Regions from separate parts of the Hordeum vulgare genome. Here region 2 is linked to region 1. Evidence: chromatin contacts called from public Hi-C data. All regions are on one chromosome and are shown on one strand. The core of a region is the stretch at or near the end of the contact, and the rest is flanking DNA. Distances in the headings are between cores, read along the strand shown. Region 1 has its middle 11 kb from the start of LOC123427299. Region 2 has its middle 12 kb from the start of TRNAA-UGC.

Region 1 (3,651 bases), core at 381-2,880:
AGGATGGCCCAATGAATACTTCTGTCAATCCTGTGTCCGAAATCTCGAATCTAGCAAGCACCTCTTGTGGACTTGCCCGACATCGCATGAGGTATGGATCAAGATCAGCCAATGGGAAGGATGTGCCACCCTCAAACAAAAAGAGGACTCGGAGCTGCAATCTGCCACGACCATTGCCTTAAAATCAGAGGAAGAAACCGCCGGCAAATGGAAGAAGGGAACCAACACGATGAGACTTCTCGCCTGTTGGGCAATATGGCAAGAGCGCAACCAATGCACCTTACAGAAAAAGCTCCCAGGCATCAGAGATATCATCGCAAGGATCAAAAATGGCAATGGAGCAATGGAGGTTAGCGGGAGCTAGATGCATAGAGAGCCCCTTCAAGGAACCACCGTGAGATATCAAACCATGTGCCTTTTCTTTTTTCCTTTTCCTTTTCTTTTGGAAAGTTTGACCGAATGTGGTTAAACGACCTCGATCCTAGGATCTTCACCCTATTTTATTCTTCCATTGCTTTCTCCTATCAGTAAAATTGCCAGCATGGCTGGAACTTAAAAAAAAGAGTTTCACATGGGAGCACAAGTTAGTGCAATTTGGAAGCACATCTTAGTTCACTTTGGAAGCACAGTTTTTTCCTTAAACAAAGTTCAGAGAAATCTATTAACATGAAATATAATTTTTTAGATTTCGGCATGAGGAACACAAAGGTGAAAACGTTTTTTTATTTGGATATACGATCCAAGAATTGTTTTTTTTTTGACATTTTTGGATCTATGAAAAACAATGACCAACCTTCCATCCATGTTCGTCAGGTGAGAAAACCCACACAAATTCTCCGACTGCAACAAGTGGCAGCGCACCACTTGTCCACACCTGAGGAGATGTGAATGACCTATGCAAAAAAGATGCCCTCCTTTAATTAGTAACTTTGATGAGAAGTTGTCTTGTTGAATGCTCGCCACCGCTCAGGAGAAGCTGGTGAGAGGATCCTAGCGATGAAGTTGAGGAGTTGGCGGCTACGTATAAGCATATCGTTACTTGTTACGTACTTCCTCTGTAAATTAATATAAAAGTGTTTACAACATTATTTTAATAATCAAAACGTTTTTATATTAGTTTACAGAGAAAATATTACGCAGGAAAAAAAGTTCCCTAAAAAAGTAGGGAAAAAGGAGAGCTAGACTGCTGTAGAAATATTTAGGCGGCAACCTTTTTATGAAAAGTTTAGTCAGCAGTAATACTGTTATCGTTCACCTTGTTTTTTCAAGAAGATGTTAGCTTTTTATAGGGAAGGAACATGCCTTTTTAGGACAATGGAAAAGAGCATGTACTTCACTCGTTTATGTTTTTGTAGACACTCGCTTATGTGTCCAATAAGAACACGCTGTGAGCCTGTGAAGTGCGCTGGTTCTAAATAGGGATGTAAATGGTAAATAAGTGGCAGCCACAAGTCTCATTTATTTAGCTTTTACCAGCTTAATAGTTCATTTTTCTTAATAAATAAATAAATTTTTGGACTATTAAATAATAAGTGGGTTTAAATGAAATTAAATGGGACCCAATTCCCATCCCTAGTTCTAAAGGTCCGGCCTATAGGGCACTGCCCCCGGCTAGTATATAGGGTGCCCTTATGTCACGCTTTAAGCGAGCACAGCCGCAAGCCTCGCGTAAGGGGAGGCCAGATGGGTCAGCCCAGGGGCACGGAAGGCCACGGCCATTTTTCTTTTCTTGTTTTCTATATTATTTATTTTTACTTTTATTTTCACTTTTAAACATGGTACATATAAATGCAAAAAACACACTTAAACACCGCACTTGAAAAAAAGTTAAAAAATATTTGAATTTTTTTGAATCAGTATTAAAAATGTTAAATACGTATTTGAAAAATGTTGAGCAAGTATTTAATTTTTTTAATAAGTATTAAAAACGTTGAACAAGTATTTAACAAAATGTTAAATGAGTACTAAAAATTGTTGAACGAGCATTTTAATTTTTTTGAACAACTATTAGAAAAATGTTAATAACTTCTAAATATATTGAACAAATAGTTCAAAATGTAGAACAATTATTTTGAAAAACTATTGAATGAGTTTTTGAATAATATGAACGAGTATTTCAAATATAATGAACATGTATCTGAAAAATGTTGAATAAGTATTAAAATATTGAACAAGTATTTACATTTTTTTGAACAAGTATTTGAATAATGTTGGATATGTATTTGAAAAAATGTTGAACATGTATATAAAAATGTTGAACAAGTATTTAATAATCGTTAACAAGTATTTAAATAATATTGATCAATTATTTTAAAAATTATGATCATGTACATAAAATATAGAATGAAAAACAAAAAGAAAACAAAATTAAATTTTTTTAAAAAAGAGGTGCAAAAAGAAATGAAGAAAAGAAAACAAAAATAAAAAAAAGATAAAAACCGGCTCAGATCGCCTCTTGTAGCGCTGTTGTTTCCCTGCGTGACCATGGTTCGATTTCTAGGGGCGCTCCAATTTTTTCTCCCTTTTTTTCAAAGACGTCGATAATCATCACACGCGTGATGGAAACAATATCCGATCATGCGTCCATGACCAATAGATTGAACCATATCACCGTATGTATGTACAAGTGACAAAATTGTCAGAAGTAATCTTTCGTCTTTTGTGTTTTTAAAATATTTTATCTTTTAAATAAAATTTCGGTTGAAAAACTGTTTTTATCAATAAATTCAACGCGACAAGATCTTTGAAAATAGATCTCATATCAACATATTTCAATGATTTTTTTTTGGGTTAAAAGTTGTCATGTCTGTTAGACATTATTGCCATCAAGATTACATTGAAGTTGTCATGATATATTTTAACTTTTTTTCTATGCTTAAAGTAATTTTTGACATTTTAAAAAGGAATTAAGAAACTAAACTTGCCATGATGAATTACTAAAATTTGTCATGATCCATGAAATAGTTTTGACATAGTTCATAAGTAAAAAAGAAATATATCATCGGTTACTTTAAAAATGCATGGTCAATAGCTCAAATTGGCCGTGAACCATAAATAAAAATTGCCATGATGAATTACTTAAATTTATCATGATACATGCACTAAAATTTGTCATTGTTCATATAAAAATATTTTTGATATTCAAAATACTAGAATTGTCATGGTTAAAATACTAAAACTGCCATGATCTACAAACTCAATTTTTCATGATGAATTACTAAATATTACCATGATCTTTAAATTAAACGTGGCATGTTTAATTACTAAATTTTTCTATGGTCAATTAATAAAAAATTGTCATGAAAAATAGTTGAAATACAATGATAGCTTTAAATCTAGAAGAAAAACTAGATGAAACATGTCGTGATACTTTATTGTAAACACTATGACAACTTCATTGTAAACATAATGATAACTTATATCTAAAAAAAAGGTCGTCGAAACATATCCATATAAAAATGTAGTTTTGATGATCTCGTCGAGACCTATTTAGTGATCAAAACATATATTTAATTCAATTATTCATTTAACAAATAAAATATATTTAAGACCAAAAAATAAAAATAAAATTCGTTGATGTCATATGTTTGATATGGTAATATGAATGGTTTTTTAATCTCCATGGGCTAAAATAGGCCGGATACTGTTCAT
Region 2 (3,651 bases), core at 650-3,149, 110 kb before region 1:
CGGGAGCTCTTGGTAATATGATTGACAACTTGCTTGCAATCAAAGGCGACCACAAAAAGCATGTAGGAGAAGGTCTTCGGCCAATGCTATGGTCTCTCTACATGCCATCACCTCCAGCAAACCTAGATCGTCAACGCCTTCAACCTCTAGGGCGGAGCTCCCTAGGTAGTTACCGTTGCTGCCCCGACACACACCTGCAGCAGAACCACCTCTTCCTCGCCTCACAACGACATCTACATGTATCTTAGCATAGCCCATAGGAGGTGCTTTAGGTCGTCGTGGCACTGCTTCATGTCCATTAGATGCAACTGCAGCCCCATGATTCATATCCAGTTTGACTATGTCCAGTTCGTCAGTTCGTCAACGTAGAGCAAATCGATCACGTTGTAATTGACATGAGCACAAACTGATCATGTGTTTGCCGCTTTTTCCTGCCAGGATGCACGCTGACGCACTGGGACAACAAATTATGGGCCAATCGGCATGGCTATGGTCCAACCCAGTTGTGACATGATCCTGGCACGTTGACTTCACATGTTTGATTTCTTCTTATTTTATTTATATATAAAAAGCAAAATACATATTATGATATTTTAAGTAAATCAAATGAAAAAAATATTCGCCCCACTTATACAAAATGTTTCTACCATAAAAAACATATGAAATTTCAAAGATCTTCACGCGTTTAAAAAATGTGTATGTAACATTTTAAAAACTTGTTATACAATGTAAAATTACATTCATTTAACTAACCAAAATATAGAAAATGTATGTGACGTTTAAGAATGTTCATGCATTACAAAAAAATGTTTGTGACATTTTCGATTTTTTATCCAATATAAAAAATGTTTCATAGTTGAAGTAAATGTCTCCTATCATATAAAACGTGTTTTTGAAAAGATATTCAACACATATTCATAAAAATGTTGGAAATAGGAATTTAAAGAAAATGTGAAATCAGTTATGTAAAAATGTTAGGCGTCCATAAAAAATGTTTCAGATGTATACAGCAAATATACAATTTGTTTGAAAGAATGGAAAATAGAACATATATTTTACAAACATATTAATCATGTATGTGATAAATGTTAAATGAGTTCACAGAAATGTTCCAACTATATAGGAAAAATTTATAGCACTAATAAAAAATAGACATGTATTAAAAAAAATAAACTCGATGGAAATCGAAGAAAGAAACAAAAAAAGATGTAAATGGAAGAAAAAACAGGAAACTAAAATAAAACAAAAACAAAACAGGAAACCAAAAAAAACATAGAAAACTGAAGAAAACCCATGGAGAAATTATATTTCAAATAGCGAAAAACCCTCGGAAGAAGAACTCGTGCTTGGTACAATGTTGGGCTAGCCCGATAGTCGCTTGCGCGTAGGCGATATAAATCTGTACGGGCGAGACATAACTCTTGCGATGGAGCATAGGTAAACAAGAAATTTTGCGACAATCCAGTAGACTAAATCGAGTATGAACGTCTCGCGCTTAAGCTACTACTAGTACTGTTCAACGACGTTGTTCCGCGATAATGCATGACGAAACCTGTACGCTGGGGGCAAACATACAGAAGCCACACAACTAGGTGAGGAGATGTCACTTGAACCGTTCTTTTGAGTTAATAAAAGTGTTATTTACAGGGGAAAGAACCTGTGGAAACATGAGCAAAGAGTCATTGCTCTCTATCAGCTCGGCCATCGGCCCATCGCTGTCACTCGTATGTTGTCACATCCATTCTTATGGAGGATGTGTAATCCAGCCCGAGAATGACTGAAGAATGAAAGAGGAAGGCAACTCAAAAGAATGCTCGTTTCATACTACCAGGCTAGTGTTACTGGACCCGTCAAATGACGTTGCGGACCTGTTTGGGCCATGCGCCAGACAACTGACTTTTCTTTTCTTTGAGGCAATGTGAGACAGCTGATTTAGATGTGCAAACTTATAGATGAGGCCTTTAGCGATGTATGGTATTCCGGCCCAAAAGCACACACGCTGGCACTACGACAAAGTCAAACAATGCAGAAAATGATGAAAAATACTATAGGACGCGCATTGCGTCAAGTATAATTTTTTAAGTCTAAAAACACTGCATTTTATTAATAATTAAACAAAGTCATGCGGATGCATTTGAGATATGGGGTATTAAGGAGCCACACATGGCGTCCCAAAGAAAGTCCTAGAGTGTGTTTAGCGAGGCTATGTGCCTTGATGTTGGATCTCGTCCATCAAAGATGAAGAAGGAGCAATCTATTTTGGTTTCAAGCTTGGTTGATCCCCTTGATGATACTAGCATATATTCCTTCCGTGCCTTTGTGAATATCATTTACCACACCTTGGCAATCCGAGGCAATTACCACGTCCGTAAATGAAAGGTCAAGGGCAAGAGCAAGTGTTTCTTGGCATGCCATTGCATCCAAGGAAGAAGCATGTTTAACCCTCGAACATTTGATAGCCGATGAACCCATGTAATTGCATGTAGACTCGGCGCTATAAGGTCCTTCCAGTGAATCCCGTGACACAACCCCACCAACTTAATTTTTTTGCATAATCATTCTGCGGCGGGATACATCTTTGGCACCATCTGACACTAGCTTGATGATTAGTCGTCAAGCATTCGCATAGGGGGGCACAAAGCGCGAGATAATTTCAAAAATTGGTCTTCAAATTCGAAAAATGTTTTTGCATTTTAAAAAATTGTACTAGATTTTTAGAAAATGGTCAAGATTTACAAAAAATGTTCTGGATTTTTAAAAATTGTTCTTCAGATTTTAAAAATGTTTTCAATTTAGAAATTTGTTCTTGATTTTAAAATGTTTGAAAAATGTGCCCGTTGAGTGTTTCAGCGATCTCAATTTCTAGGAGGTTCCCAATTGACGTTGGCCGACCCATTAGCGCTCCAGTTATCCAGGTTTGTAAGAGGTTCCCAATCGATGATTTGGGCCGGGCTGTTAAGCAGTTCAGCGACCCCGGTTTTGGAAACCTTCAAGGAGGTTCCCAGCCCTTTTTTGGTCACTGGAACCTTCTAGGAGTTCCTAAACCCTTTTTAGGTTTCTATTCATTTATCATTTTCTTTTTCTTTTTTTTTTTGCTTTTCTCCATCTTTTTTTAAGTTTAAAAATGTTTTTTTTGGAAAATGTTCGTGAATTTAAAAAAATGTGCACATTTTCAAAATTTATATTGCCGTTTCAATTTTTTGACGAGTTTAAAAATGGTTCTTGTATTCAAAAAAATATTTGCATTTTTAGCAAGTGTAACAACATTTTAAAAGTCTTGGCATTTTCATTATTTTGAAAACAAATCGGATTTTTATAAACATGATCAAATTTTAAAATGCCAAATGTTTTCCAAAAAAACGAAGAATTTCTGAAGTTTTTCAATATGGTTTGGAAAATATGAAGAATTTCCAAAAGAAAACATGATTTTTTGAATCCTTGGAGAAATTTCAGGATGTAGAACATTTTCTAGAATTTTAAACAGAAATTTGAAAAACATGAACATTTTTGAAAATTATGATCATTTTTTTGCAAGTTTAAGGATTTGTTGAAAATTTCTGAACTTTTTTTAAAAGGATTATTTTTTGAAAAATAAAAAAGAAGGAGAAACATCATGTTATCCCATGTTTGAAAAGGAAAATAAAATTAAAT

The links. A called contact is a pair of places that touch in the nucleus more often than the background predicts.
Region 2: a contact with region 1 is called in a Hi-C map of leaf, with 2.3 times the contacts expected there. The contact joins two enhancer-like sites. A contact is called at or near these places in 3 of 6 Hi-C or Micro-C datasets (leaf and seedling).

What each region holds. Positions count from the first base shown.
Region 1 is chr2H:565,658,585-565,662,235 of MorexV3_pseudomolecules_assembly, reverse strand. No RefSeq gene overlaps it. Among protein-coding and RNA genes, the nearest start is that of LOC123427299, 11 kb to the right of the region's middle. Within about 2 kb of position 1,630, at least 3 of the 3 cell types and tissues checked have open chromatin away from gene starts, as enhancers often do. A contact at or near this core is called in leaf, where this site is marked.
Region 2 is chr2H:565,772,224-565,775,874 of MorexV3_pseudomolecules_assembly, reverse strand. No RefSeq gene overlaps it. Among protein-coding and RNA genes, the nearest start is that of TRNAA-UGC, 12 kb to the right of the region's middle. Within about 2 kb of position 1,899, at least 2 of the 3 cell types and tissues checked have open chromatin away from gene starts, as enhancers often do. A contact at or near this core is called in leaf, where this site is marked.